Regions from separate parts of the Mus musculus genome. Here all the other regions are linked to region 1. The links are chromatin contacts, called in public HiChIP or PLAC-seq maps. All regions are on one chromosome and are shown on one strand. Each heading gives the region's core, a stretch centred on a gene start, on an enhancer-like site or on the middle of the called end of the contact. The rest is flanking DNA. Distances are from core to core; before and after follow the strand shown. Region 1 has its middle 40 kb from the start of Kantr. Region 2 holds the start of Kdm5c (lysine (K)-specific demethylase 5C). Region 3 holds the start of Kantr (Kdm5c adjacent non-coding transcript).

The links. HiChIP or PLAC-seq counts read pairs in DNA pulled down with a chosen protein or histone mark.
Region 2: an H3K27ac HiChIP or PLAC-seq map of embryonic stem cells shows a contact between it and region 1, with 14 read pairs. The contact joins the promoter of Kdm5c here to the enhancer-like site in region 1. A contact is called at or near these places in 8 of 39 promoter capture datasets (the 3T3-L1 cell line, the C10 cell line, embryonic stem cells and 2 more), 5 of 484 Hi-C or Micro-C datasets (the AML12 cell line, embryonic stem cells, female germline stem cells and 2 more), 4 of 115 datasets of contacts at active chromatin or transcription factors (CD8 T cells, the SCID.adh cell line and embryonic stem cells) and 3 of 9 other capture datasets (adipose tissue, liver and pancreatic islet).
Region 3: an H3K27ac HiChIP or PLAC-seq map of embryonic stem cells shows a contact between it and region 1, with 9 read pairs. The contact joins the promoter of Kantr here to the enhancer-like site in region 1. A contact is called at or near these places in 3 of 484 Hi-C or Micro-C datasets (large pre-B cells, nephron progenitors and undifferentiated spermatogonia), 3 of 115 datasets of contacts at active chromatin or transcription factors (the 230-238 cell line and embryonic stem cells) and 3 of 9 other capture datasets (adipose tissue, liver and pancreatic islet).

Annotation. Positions count from the first base shown.
Region 1 is chrX:152,285,089-152,289,775 of GRCm38.p6, reverse strand. No RefSeq gene overlaps it. Among named protein-coding and RNA genes, the nearest start is that of Kantr, 40 kb to the left of the region's middle. Within about 2 kb of position 2,280, at least 4 of the 459 cell types and tissues checked have an H3K27ac peak or open chromatin away from gene starts, as enhancers often do. A contact at or near this core is called in embryonic stem cells, where this site is marked.
Region 2 is chrX:152,230,417-152,235,103 of GRCm38.p6, reverse strand. Kdm5c (lysine (K)-specific demethylase 5C) reads right to left here and starts at 1,877. Exons shown (of 26, transcript NM_013668.4): 1 at 1,394-1,877. The coding sequence starts at 1,543.
Region 3 is chrX:152,325,680-152,330,366 of GRCm38.p6, reverse strand. Kantr (Kdm5c adjacent non-coding transcript) reads left to right here and starts at 2,874. Exons shown (of 3, transcript NR_040270.2): 1 at 2,874-2,957; 2 at 3,128-3,206.

The DNA of each region.
Region 1 (4,687 bases), core at 1,031-3,530:
AACTTGTGACTTCAAAACTTATCTCCACAGGAAAATCTGCACACAGATATTTATAGCACCAGTACTCATAATTGTTCAAGCTTAGGCCTGATAGTGAAAGACCCACAACGTGAGGACTCCCCAACATTCTGACTCAGGAGAGGCGACACCCCAAATCACTCACAAGAAACGGTCTTGCTGCAAACTGCAAAAGGACTTTTATTCAAGAGCGCTCTCGGCCCCACAGTCATACACCACGTAGGGGTAGAGGACCGTGGCGCCCCAGTAGCTGGGTAAGGGGGTATTTAAAGGAAGAAACCACAACTCAAGGAGGTGGGGAGGGCGTTGTTGGAAAATACCAAAAATACCAGTTAAGAGTCGCAAGGAAGTGCAAAGTCACAAGAGACATGAGGAATACCTGGTAATTGTGGGGGTTATTTCTCGACAGTTTCTAAGAGCCCCTAACAATAGCATATTTGCATAGCGGGTTCCAGCAATGGTCAGGGTGGGTCAGGGTGACTTTCTTTGAATGAACACTCCTTGAACCCAAGAAGCAGGTGGGTGGAGGAATGTTGCTATCTGTTTTATGATTAGCATACCTTGGAGCATTGAGTCACAGAGGTCACATTCTCAAGCCTAGGCCTAAAGGCCTAGAATTTTGCTTTTACGTTATACTTTTTCAATAGCATATACCCTTAATCCTAACACTCAGAAGATAGAGAAAAAAATGCAAATTTAAGGCCAACCTGGGATATGTACCAAGTTCTAAATCACCTTCAGCTACTATGTAGCAGCAACAACAACATAAAAGTAACCATACTTTGAAGCAATGAAAGCATTCTGTAGTAGATAAGTGCATAAAGTATGGTATGAGCTAGAGAGATGGCTCAGTAGTTCCTCAGTTCAAATCCCAGCAACCACATGGTGGCTCATAACCATCTGTAATGGGATCTGATGCCCTCTTCTGGTGTGTCTGAAGACAGCTACAGTGTACTTATATACATAACATAAGTAAATAAATGTTTAAATAAAATATGGTGTCTTAGGGTTTTATTCCTGCACAAACATCATGACCAAGAAGCATATTCAGCTTACACTGCCACTTTGCTGCTCATCACCAAAAGAAGTCAGGACTGGAGCTCAAGAAGGAGGTGATGCAGAGGCCATGGAGGGATGTTCTTTACTGGCTTGCTTCCCCTGGCTTGCTCAGCCTGCTCTCTTATAGAACCAAGACTACCACCCAGAGATGGTCCCACCCACAAGGGGCCTTTCCCCCTTGATCACTAATTAAGAAAATGCCCCATAGCTGGATCTCATGGAGGCATTTCCTCAAGGGAGGCTCCTTTCTCTGTGATAACTCCAGCTTGTGTCAAGTTGACATAGAAAACCAGCCAGTACAGATGGTATATTCAGGCAAGGGAGTTGTTGACAAAAAAGAAACAAGATATCCAGTCATAAAGAGACATGGAGCTTTAAATGCATATTGCTAAGTGATACTGACCTTAAGAAACTACATACTAAGTTCTATTTTAGTTTTTAATTTTTTTCTATTTTTATGTACCGAATTCTAAATAGCTATGTTCTGGAAAAGAATTATGAAGACACTAAAAAGGTAGTCAGGTAAAAGGATTGGCCAAGGATTAGGGGGAATGAATGAGTTGTTGGAACACAGGATCTTAGGGCAAGAGAATCACACTGTATGGTACTATAATGGTGATTAATGTAAGTTTGACAAAACTCATTCACTGAGTGAACAACATCAAGGACAAAGTTTTGGGGGAAGTCGAAACAAGGGATCTCTGTGTAGCTCTAATTGTCCTGGAACTCTGCCGCAGACCCTCTGGGTTCCTTTGCGTGGAACGAGTCTCTGGGTGCAGATGGGCAAGGAGTTGGTGAATGACAGACAGATCAACAAGTGAGATTGTGTAGAATCTGAATGTAATTTATCAAGTCGAGCATCAAACTTTTTTTTTTTTTTTTTTTTTTTTTTTTTTGGTTTTTCGAGACAGGGTTTCTCTGTGCAGCCCTGGCTGTCCTGGAACTCACTCTGTAGTCCAGGCTGGCCTCGAACTCAGAAATCCGCCTGCCTCTGCCTCCCAAGTGCTGGGATTAAAGGCATGCGCCACCAGGCCCGGCGCATCAAACTTTTTATACAGAAGAATAACAAGAAACCAGGCGAGATACAATCCACCAAGTTACAGTGACACAATACAAAAGGAATGTATACATCAAAAGAAGGCAGGGACCAGGCTGCTGCCACTAAGAAGGGAGCCAGGTGTAAAGCCAGTCAGTCTATTGTTAAGCCCACCACCAGGGATTCTACTTTAGCAGACCTTCTCATGAATACTGCAATACCACAACCCCCCTATTTCCTGGGCCCTAATAATTTCTTGTAACTTTGAAGTATCTGTGGAGAATCTTCATTTGTCAGAAGAATTCACCAACTTGCTTCTAATATGCAATGTAGCCTGTACTGAAGATTTCTATCTCAGTGGGATTCCCTGCTCTTTCATGGTATTCCCTTGTTTGGGTTGAGATTGGCTACTGTCCTTTAGTAAACACTCTGCAGACCAGCCCTGAGCTGCTGGCTCCATCTTTTGTAATGCTTAATTTGTTACTGAATAGGTAACTTCCTTACTGCATTCCTACAGGATTCCAAGTTCATAGGCTTCTGGAACAGTGGGAGGCTTTAGCTATGTCAGAATTCAATCTTAAAATAAATAATAATAAACTTATAATAAAATAATACTAAAAGAGAGCACGTGGTTGCATACACCAGACTAACTCAGGGATATGGTATGAGTATATGGGTTAATGAGAACGCCAAAGCTCCAGGAGGTGAGTTTCTGTGAAACTTTGCCTCATGAGTGCTTCCAGGCCTCTCGGCCTGCCAAGCAAACTTCACTGGAGTGTGTGTAGCAGAACTCACTCTGTAGACCAGGCTAGCCTCCAACTTAAAGATCTGCTGCCTCTGCCTCCTGAGTGCTGAGATTAAAGGTGTGCATCACCATCGCCTAGTAAGAGCAAACTCTTAATGCAAATTATGGACTTGGTTTATAGATCACTATAGATAAATGGGTTTTAAGAAAATGTAGCACTGTACTATTGTAAGATGTAGATAGTGGAAAAGATTATACCTCTGTGGCAACAGGAAATATATAAAAACTCTGTACTTTGTAAAGTTTACACTCAATTTGTTATGAGCCCAATGCTGCTTTATTTATTTAGTTATTTATTTGTTTTCTTTTTCTTTTTTTCTTTTTTTTTGGGGGGGGGGTTGTTTGTTTTGTTTTGTTTTGAGACAGGGTTTCTGTGTATAGCTCTGGCTGTTCTGGAACTCACTTTGTAGACCAGGCTGGCCTCGAACTCAGAAATCTGCCTGCCTCTGCCTCCCGAGTGCTGGGATTAAAGGTGTGCGCCCACCATGCCTGGCTTGTTTTCATTTTTTTAAAGATTTAGTTATTTGTTTTATGTATGTGAGTATACTGTAGCTGTCTTCAGACACACCAGAAAAGGGCATTGGATCCCATAAAAGATGGTTGTGAGCCACCATGTGGTTGCTGGGAATTGAACTCAGGACCTCTGGAAGAGCAGTCAGTGCTCTTAACTGCTGAGCCATCTCTCCAGCCCCTTGTTTTAAATTTTTTGAGTGAGGTTCTTGCTATGCATTTCAGGCTGGCCTCAAAGTTATGGTTCTTATAATTTAGCCTCCTAAATTCCAGGATTACAGGTGTCTTAGTTAGGGTTTTGTTGCTGTGAAGAGACATGACTACAGCAACGCTTACAAAGGAAACATTTCATTTGGGGTTGGCTTACAGTTCAGAGGTTTAGTCTATTATGGTGGCAAAAAGTGTAGTGACACACAGGCAGACATAGTTCTAGAGAAGTGGCTGAGAATTTTACATCTTGATCCACAGGTACCAGTAGACTGTTTATAGCTTGAGCATATATAAGACCTCAAAGCCCACAGTGACACACTTCCTCCAACAAGGCCAAGCTTCCTAATAGTGCAGCTCCCTATTCGAGGCCAGCCTGGTCTACAGAGTGAGTTTCAGGACAGCCAGGGCTATACAGAGAAACCCTGTCTTGAAAAACTCAAAGTTATCTCTAATGTGATCTGATGTCCTCTTCTGGTGTGTGTACTCACATATATAAAATAAATAAATAAATCTTTAAAAAAAACAACAACAATGACTTCATGAAATTCTTAGGCAAATGGATGGAATTAGAAAATATCATCCTGTGTGAGGTAACCCAGTCACAAAAGAACACACATGGGGGCTGGTGAGATGGCTCAGTGGGTAAGAGCACCCGACTGCTCTTCCGAAGGTCAGGAGTTCAAATCCCAGCAACCACATGGTGGCTCACAACCATCCGTAACGAGATCTGACTCCCTCTTCTGGAGTGTCTGAGGACAGCTACAGTGTACTTACAATAAATAAATAAATAAATCTTTAAAAAAAAAAAAGGAAAAAAAAAAAAAAAGAACACACATGGTATGCACTCACTGGTAATAGATACTAACCCAAAAGGTCACCATGCCCATGATAAAACCCACAGACCATAGTGGAACTTAGGAGGAAGGAAGACCAGGATGTGCATGCTTCAGTCCTACATTGAGGGGGGAACAGGATGATCCCAGGAGGTGGAGGGAGAGGGTACCTGGGAGGGAGAGAGGAGGGGGAGGAAATAAGGGGGAGCATTATCA
Region 2 (4,687 bases), core at 628-3,127, 54 kb after region 1:
CATATTAGGCGTCTCCTGACCACGTCAAGGAATATTTCCATAAGGCCATCCAGGAGTCCAACCTTTCCCTTCTGCTAGCCTTCCTGGCTTGTCACTAATAGCTGTGACTCCCTCACAACAGAAACCCATCTTCAGACACCTGTGACCAACAAGGACTCTAGACTCTAGGGCCCGGAGGATCCATCTAAAACCAGCCTATGAAAGGGCAACAAAAGCACTGAATTGGATAAGAAGACCTAAGATGCTCTTGTCAAGTGGGAATAAGGCTTCCACATCCAGAAGCACCTCCTCGAAGATACATTGTTGCGGATAAATTCAAACCAGCCCAGGAATCTCAAGTGGTTACTAAACACTGTTCACCATTGTTTCCTCCAGTGTGTCAGCAAGGCAGCAGCCTGTCCTAGCCTTTGGAAAACTTCCCCTGGGCTAGTCAGGACTAGAAGCAACAATATGGTCCTTTTTGCTGAACATTTGGGAAGCAAAGGAAGATTTCCATATCTCCACTATTGTTCCTGGGGACCCAAGAAAACCTTATCTTATAGGATCATCTACATTCTGAGCCTGAGGTAGAATCCAGATCTTCTGAGAAGGCCATACCAAGCTAACTGGTCTAAACTTCTCCATAGGAAGGCTGTGGGGACCATGTGCAAGAAGGTTCTGACATTACCTTCAACTAGAAAACGCAGGAGCCAGAAAGAGCACTCCCTGTGAGAATGATTTCCTGACTGGCCACCAGGCTAGGATATTATCAGAGATGAATTGGCCTGACAGCGTGAGTAAACATGAGTCAACACACACAGAAGCAAACCAATGACCACATCAAGCACCTTCACAGTCACAGTAATTACCACTTACCAGAGTGCACTATGTTACCTGGTTTAATCTAATTATTCCCAGCACACAATTCACAGGCTCAGGGATTACTTTACATGCCCAAGGTCATACAGCTGCTAACCTTCTAAGTAGTTTTAAACTCACGTCTGACTCCCTTTTGAGACGTGATCTTTCCACTACACCACACAGCTTGCCTTAAAGGGAATAATGACAGTAGTCGTTACTTTGTAACTGCCTCGACCAGGGTGATACAAAGTAAAAGATGGGAGTCTCTGTGCCTCCCTGCGAACTCTCCCCAGCCCATTAAGCATCTGTGTATTGAATCAAGGGAAATTCTCAAGAGCAGAGTGGGAGTGGGTCTCAGACCCCAGGTCACTTGTATGCCACAAAACGAGGAGCCCTGACCCCAGCACCCTTTTTCCGCTTCGTGAGGCATCCACAAAATACCAGCCATCCCATATTCTTCCCACACCTGCTGCCCTCCGCCCGGGACTTCACCACTGGCTACCCGGATCCACCCACAAACTCGCCGCTGGCGACCATCAGCTCCCAGCCTTACCGCGGGTGGGCGGATCTTGCAAATGCCGGACTTCTCGGCGATGGGTCTGATTTTCGCGATGTAGCCAAGAGGGTCTCGGAACTCGGCCCAGCTAGGCTCGAACACCGGACACTCCGGCGGCGGTAGGAAATCGTCGGACCCCAGCTCCATGGTGGGCCCGAGGGCTGGGCCAGAGATCGGGAGGGCTCAGGTCGCCCTTAAGGACGCATGGCGCCGCCGCTGTCTGAAACCGAGGTACTTCTCGGAGTCTAGGCCCTAAGCAGGACGGCCACCGCCCGTCAAGGGCTTAGGGGGGCGGGTGCCGTGCTCTAAAAGTCTCAGGCTGAGGTTCCTTTTACAGGTTCTTAGTCCTGTTCCGTTTCTTCCACACCTTACCGCTGCCTCCCAACTACTGAAGCCTTCACTACTACAGTTAAGTCCCAGTCGCGGCAGGTTTCACCGCTGCCACCGCCATCTTGGTTTGTCAGCGTCTCCTCCCCCCCACCTCTGTACCTCACCACAACAAACCAGATCCCTCCGCAAGGTGTCTCTCCGAGTTCCGTTTACTTTGAGTCAGAAAAAAACCTAGGAAGCCTTCATCATGTGATGACCGAAAGAAATCGGGTTGTATATGTCCCTTATTTGGAGGTGGTTAGTTAAAAACATTTCTCAGGCTAAGAGAAAATAGTTCATTTCATTGGCGGAAGAACAAAATTGTAAATCGATGGCCGGATCCTTTTACCGGATGGACCGGCGATGCACGTTTAAAGGCCAGTGATGCGCATGCGCAGTCTCTAGACAAACCGGAAGAGGAGCTAGTGTCCATAAGTAGTGAGCCTAAACTAGTACGCGCCCATGCGCGCTCGCACACGCTCGCGCACGCGCACGCACACACCCTAGATCCCAAGCCGGTTGTCTCCTCCCCAATGTCCTTTGCTGCTTCTCTCAGGTCCTTTCAGTGAGAACCACGGAAGGCGGTGATTTCGAGGAACCTCCGCCCCCTTCCTCCCCCTCCCCCTCCCATTCCGCGTGTCTACTGCTGAGTGAATTGAAGATTTACCAGACTTACACCTCTGAGGTTTTTGTTTTTAAATGAAAGAAGGAAACTCCTCACTCCCTAGAGAATGTGGAGTTTTAGAAGCTTCAGTCCCACGTAGAGTAAAAATGCATTATTCTCCCCAGTATCATTGGCCATCAGCATTTTAAAGAATGCTTTCGACTGTTTGGTATACATTGTAACTATATAAACACTTTGTATAATATGTGTGTATCCATTTTTGTAGCAACTACTGCTACAAAAAAACCAAAAGGCCTGGATGTTTACATTTTTGTTTATTCCATGTATATGCAGTACATAGAGGCTAAAAAGGGGGGGATTTTGAGTTTGAGACCAGCCTGAGCTACATAGCAAGATCCTGCCTCACAAAGTAGTAGTAGTAGTAGTACTAGTAGTAATATTATTATTACTAATGGCCGGGCAGTAGGTGGCACATGCCATTAATCCCAGCACTTGGGAGGCAGAGGCAGGTTGTACAGTGAGTTCTTGTCTCCAAAAAAAAAAAAAAAAAGGGCAGGCATGGTGGCATACATCTTTAATTCCAGTACTCAGGAGGCAGAGGTAGATGAATCTCTGAGTTCAATGTCATCCTGGTCTACAGAACTACTTCCAGGATAGCCAGGATAGGGCTACTCCCCATCTCAAAAACTCAATAGTAATAATAGTAATAATAATGTAAAGTAATGGAACTGGACAGGAGAAAAGGCATTAAAATTAAGGTTAGTAAGTTTGCTGTTCCTCACCTGAAGACATTTTGCTTTTCTACCTGAGGAACATCTCTGTAAAGAGTAAAGAACACCAGGCTTTTGGTCTCAGCACCACCCATTCTTCCTCCAGTCTCCTCTAATGTCCTTAGCCCAGACATACCACAGGGCAAAAGGAAACCGAGCAGTCTTTTAAGCCAGTGATATAAAATGCATTGATTTGTATTTGTGAAAGTCATACTATGCAACAGGAACTTTTGTGAGCATGTGAAAATACAAAAGCATGCCTTCCTGGAACAGATTATTTACTCACTGGGCCCTGCCAAGTACCTCACGTCCCTGACCCTTGGTTTTCTTGTTCATAAAATGAAGTTAAGTAATCCTTTCATTACTTAGGAAGATTAGAGATAATAATATCTGCGTCTCTTTTTTAAAAAATTATTTTCATTGCTAATTTATTTATTTTTGTATTTATTTATTTTATGTATACGAGTACATTGTAATTGTCTTCAGACACACACCAGAAGAGGGTATTGGATCCCATTACAGATGGTTATGAGCCACTGTGTGGTTGCTGGGAATTGAATGCAGGACCTCTGGAAGAACAGTCAGTACTCTTAACCACTGAGCCATCTCACCAGCCTAATGTCTGCCTTTCTTTAAGAGCCAAGTGCTACAGGGCAGTGGTGGTGCACGCCTTTAATCCCAGCACTTGGGAGGCAGAGGCAGGCAGATTTCTGAGTTCGAGGCCAGCCTGGTCTACAGAGTGAGTGCCAGAATAGCCAGGGCTACACAGAGAAACCCTGTATCGAAAAAAAAAAAAGAAAGAAAATTAAAAAAAAAAAAAGCCAAGTGCTGGGGAGTAGTATTCTCCCATCTTTCAGATGAGTAGAATGAAACTCAGGTCCAAGTCACATAAATAGAAAGTGACAGAGCCAGAATTCAAACCTACAACTGTATGACTCCCATAAATTCTGCCTGTGACAGTCTAGGCTGAAACTTGTTGCTCAGTGAAAGTTGCTCAGTGTTTTCCAAGCTTCAAGTCTTGTTGAGGAACAATCAGAAACTGGGCGCTGTAGGCTCCAGAATTTGGAATTTTCCTTGTGGGGAAAGCTGGTGTGGCCTCGCCCAGCCATCTGGGAGAGGAATTCTGGTATAGAATGTATGCAGAGCAATAACTCAAGGTCTTAACTAAATTCCCAACCACACCCTCATCTCTGTAGCTAAACTACATGAGAATGATACTGCTTTGGTGGTAGGGATAACCCAGTGCCCTAAACATAGAGCTTCATACTCTCTAAACGGGTGCTCTGCTACTGAGCTCTATTCCCAACCCTTGTGACTCTTTTTAATTTGGGTTTCTAAAGTTCCAAAATAGATATGAGCTGTCTTTTTGTCTTTGTTTGTTTGGTCCTTGTTTGCTTGTTTGTTTGACATGAGGTTTCACTTGCTATGTAATCAAGGATGACTTTAAACCCCCGGTCCTCCTGTCTCTACCTCCCAAGTACTGAGTTTACAGGCAGGAGCCACCATTCCCAACTTCCAAATAGCTCT
Region 3 (4,687 bases), core at 1,625-4,124, 40 kb before region 1:
TCCATGTATGCACTTTGGTTGTTGGTTTACTCCCTGGGAGCTTGGGGGGGGGTCCAGTTAGTTGATTTTGTTGTTCTTCCTATGGGGTTGCAAACCCCTTCAGCTCCTTCAGTTCTTCCCCTAACTCCTCCATTGAGAACCTTGTTGCTCTGTCCAATGGTTGGCTGTGAGTATCTGCATTTGTATTTGTCAGGCTCTAGCAGAGCCTCTCAGGGGACAGCTATACCAGGCTCCTGTCAGCAAGCATGAAGCTAGTCTTTGAAGTCTAGTCTTGCATCATATTCTCCCCACAAGTCAAATCCACCACACTTCATTATGGCATTTGAGGCTCTTCTTTAGCCACCTTACCCCCAAAAGGACCCTGGTCTTGTGGGACACACTTAAATGCCCATTTTGGGTCTAACACAGTTGGCCAAAGTGCTCATGCTCTGAGATGAAGTATGGAACAAGAGAAAGTTCTTCACCCAGAGTGGCATCTTGTTACCAGTACCCTCCTTTCTCAGCCTGGATCTTCAAAAGGAAGGTTAGAATGTTGTTTTGTTTTGTTTTGATAAGATGTAGCTACTTTTAAAAAGATTTATTTTATTTATTATATGTAAGTACATTGTAGCTGTCTTCAGACACCCCAGAAGAGAGCATCAGATCTCATTACAGATGGTTGTAAGCCACCATGTGGTTGCTGGGATTTGAACTCCTGACCTTCAGAAGAGCAGTCAGTGCTCTTAACCATTGGGCCATCTCTCTAGCCCAGTTAGAATGTTTTCAAAGTCAAACCTAGCTCTAAAATATAGCATATAGCAAGCATCAGAAAACATGAGCATTATTACCTAGGACTATAAACAGAAACCAGGAGGATGAATAATGATGGGCCCCATGCTCCCCAGGGCTTCTTCTCACATTGAAACTACTTGTTTTGGTGGACTTTTCATTTTACAGCCCTGTGCAAGAAAGGGCCCTGCTACTAGGTGTGAGGGTCCCAAGATCTTCCGGTGTCATGAAAGTGCCATTTACTTTTGAAGACAGAATCAGATTGTCAGGGACAAAACTAGATTCAGGTGACAAGACAAAACAACAACAACAACAACAAAGACCCCAACCAAAAACAAAACAAAAACAGCATTTGTTCTTGCAAGTATTTGTTAATACACATTTCATTGAGTACCAACTACGTGCCTCATACTAGACTAATAGGAATACAGCAAGTAAACAAAAGAAAATATGTCTCTGTCCTGTTGGAGCTACTAGATCAAGTTTAACTTTGTTTTGTTTTAGCACTTTATTGTAGAAAGACAGGGAGAAAGGAGAGAAGGTAGAAGGAGAGAGGAACCGGCCATGGCCACGTGGAGAGAGGGGGGAAGGGAAAGGGAAAAGGAGGGCTAGAGAGTAAGAAAGGGAAAAGCTTAAAGAGCCAATTTCAATTTCTGTGTCATTGATTTCTTTTGTGACCTAGAACTCTTCTCACAAAAAAAAAAAAATCCTTTAAAATTGGAAAAATCACATCTAGAATTTAGAAAGCCAACTATTGAAATATTAAAATAGAAAAATGTGCTAGAGTCATATATGTATTGCTCATCAATCCATTAAATCATAGGATGCTTTGGTTTAAAGACTACAATGATTATCGTGATTTTAGATTTATTTTACTTTTATTTATATGTGTATTTGTTCCTGTGCATGCACTCATGTGTGCTATGCAAAGGTGTCTTCATAGCAGATGAAGATATCTGGTACCCTGGAGGAGGAGTTACAGGCAACTGACATTCATGCTGGCAACTAACCTCCAGTCTTCTACCAGAGCAGCAAGCACTTGTAACCATGGAGTTATCTCTCCGGCTCCCTCTTATCATGATTTTAAAGCACTAATTATATATTTCAGAGATTACATATTTGAAAGAGCTGCAAATTTATACTGTGATGGACAAATCTCTCTGATTGCTACTGGTAACAGTCACCAATATTACGTCCTTTATTGAAAACATGCTAAATTTCCTAAACAGAGAGGGGAAACAAAGATGTAAATTCATTCCCATCCAAGTTATTCCTCTCTGCCCCAAGCTGCACCCACAGGCTCTCCTGGAGGATCTGTGCTACTCAAATTTAAGATTTGTTAATAGAATGGTCCTTCCTGTCTTCCCTTCCTTTAGAAGACAAGAGAGATGGATTTTATTCGAAATAATTGTTGCACAGTTTCAGACCACTAAGTTTGCCTCGTTGGAAGGCAGCTGTGCTCACCATCGTACTACCAATGCCTCATCGAGTCTGCCTCTTTAGGCCATAGCTTCTTTTATGTGAAGACTGACCACACCTAATTAAAAAATGAAATAAAATCTGTCGGGTATAAATGGCTCACACCTTTAGTCCCAGCACTCAGGAGGCAAAGGCAGGCCTGGTTTACAGGGCGAGTCAGCCAGGGCTACTAAGTAGGATCACCTTATTCTCCATGGATGGAATTAGGAACAATGCTTACAGGGAAAGCGAGAAACCTAGCTCAGAAACTCCTACAAGTGGGTGTGGAGCTATAGGAAACTGGAAGTACATTCGCAGTGTCTCTAAGCAAAACGGTGTAAAGGCAGTGTGGCTACAGAAAGAAAGAAGACATCACGAAAGTAATAATTCTATTCAGTGATTTGTGCTTAGCCTGGTTTAGGGTTTCCTGCGTTTTAACAAACAACCCCCGAAGGCCCAGTCCTCTAGACCTGCAAAAGGACTGAGCAGTAATCCTTTCCTGACCAGTGTTGTTAACGGAAGGGCTGGCACATAAGCCAATCACACCCTCGAGAGGGTGGAGTTTTCGTAGGTGCTTCCAATTCCAACCAATCTCAGGGAAGGCAGGAGGGCAATCCTCCAATGGGAGCTGAGGAGCCCGTGGTAAGTGGTGGAGCATCGCTATCCTGCCAGGGTTCGGTGGAGCATTGCGTGAAGCGTCTGCGTGTCTGCGAGATCTTGCTGTGGGCCAGGTATCCATTCTCCTGCGGCAGCTTAGACCCTACGGAGACTAGAGGTATCCCAAGAGAAGCAGTAAAGATGGGGTGGTGGGTTAGAAAACGGCGGGAGGGGAGAGAACGGCCCAGAACGCGTGTGGGGAGGGACCTGGCGCGCTTTTACCTGGGCGGCCTTTCGACTCTAGGTCCGTGGGTGGTGGAGGATCCTTTGCGTAGCAAAAAAAGAAGGCGAGTGCCCCTGCATCCTCTCCAGACGGTACCCAGGTGAGTATTACCCTCTTGAACCCACCACCCGTGCCCACCCTCTGGGAGCCTCCCAATCCCGGTCTCTGGGGAAAAGATTTCGTGCAGGTCTGCTGCTCACGTGATTGTTTGTGTTCTAGTCTTGACTCCATATCTGCCTCTACCCAACATTTTCTCTCTCTGAGACGTACTAAGATATCCCAGACTCAGGAGGCCTAATCCTTACCTGACCCCTTGAAACCAGCTATGAAATTTTAAACTATCCGTTTTATTCATTTGGGTCTTGGTTTCATCATCTGCCAAATGGGGGTCTGTCTCTACCTGAGCCAATGCGCATGCTTGGTCCCTAAAATTTTTTTCAATAAATAATTATGATTGTGATTGAAAGAATATTGATTCTCTTAGTCTCTGACTTTTTTTCACCCTTGTCTGTCTCTGACCCTCTCCCCACTGGACCTTTTTTTGAATGCTACTGTCCTCTCATTTTCCACACTGAACCTAACTCTTTCCTATCCCTAATGTGGTTGGAGGTACAATATATATAACAATGAGAGTGGCCCAAAGGTAGGGCACAAAACTGGAGCCTGGTCTTGAGCTACTTGTAAGTCTCATTGAGGAGTCTCTGTTTCTTGGCCTTCTCTGTTAAACAGGTAGAAACACCAAGGATGGGGAGAAATTTATATTAAGCTACTTTTCAGCCAGCTTTGATGGTGGTGCATGACTACATTCACAGCATTCAGGAGGATTGCCACAAGTTCAAGATCAGCCTCAGCTACATAATGAGTCCAAAGTAAACCTGGGTTACAATGTAAAACACTGTCTTGCCCCCCCCCAACCCCACCAAAACATTTTTATTTTGTTGGTTTTTTTTTCAAGAAAGGGTTTTGCTGTGTAACAGCCCTAGCTGTCTTAGAAATCACTCTGTAGCCCAGGATAGCCTTGAACTCACAGAGAACAGCTTGCCTTTGCCTTCTGAGTGCTGGGATTAAAGACATGCACCACCACCAGGGCTACAAAACAGTTTAATAGCCATTATGTAATGTTGGTCACCACAGATAGTCCAAGGATCTTCTAATTATATCCCCTTGTAGGCCTGAGCATCTTTTCTGTCCTTATCTAGGAGTTCTTCTAGATCAGACATTTTGAAACTCCCTGTCAAGTATCACAACTCTCTTCCCATTCCTATGCTAATTTTTCCATATTCTTGCTATACCTTTGTCATTCTGACAACTATAGACCCAATAGTCTATTTTAATAATGTGTAGTTTGCCTCCTTCACTATTTTTTAATGAAGAGCATAAAAAGTAGACTCTGCATACACAATCCTCCCACAGCTTATAATGACATTTTAATTGTAATATAATAGAGAAATTTTTTTGTTTGTTTTTCAAGGCAGGGTTTCTCTACGTACAGCACTGGTTGTTCTGGAACTCACTTTGTAAACCAGGCTGGCCTCAAACTCTGCCTCCTGAGTGTTGGGGCTGAAGAACAATGTATAATAA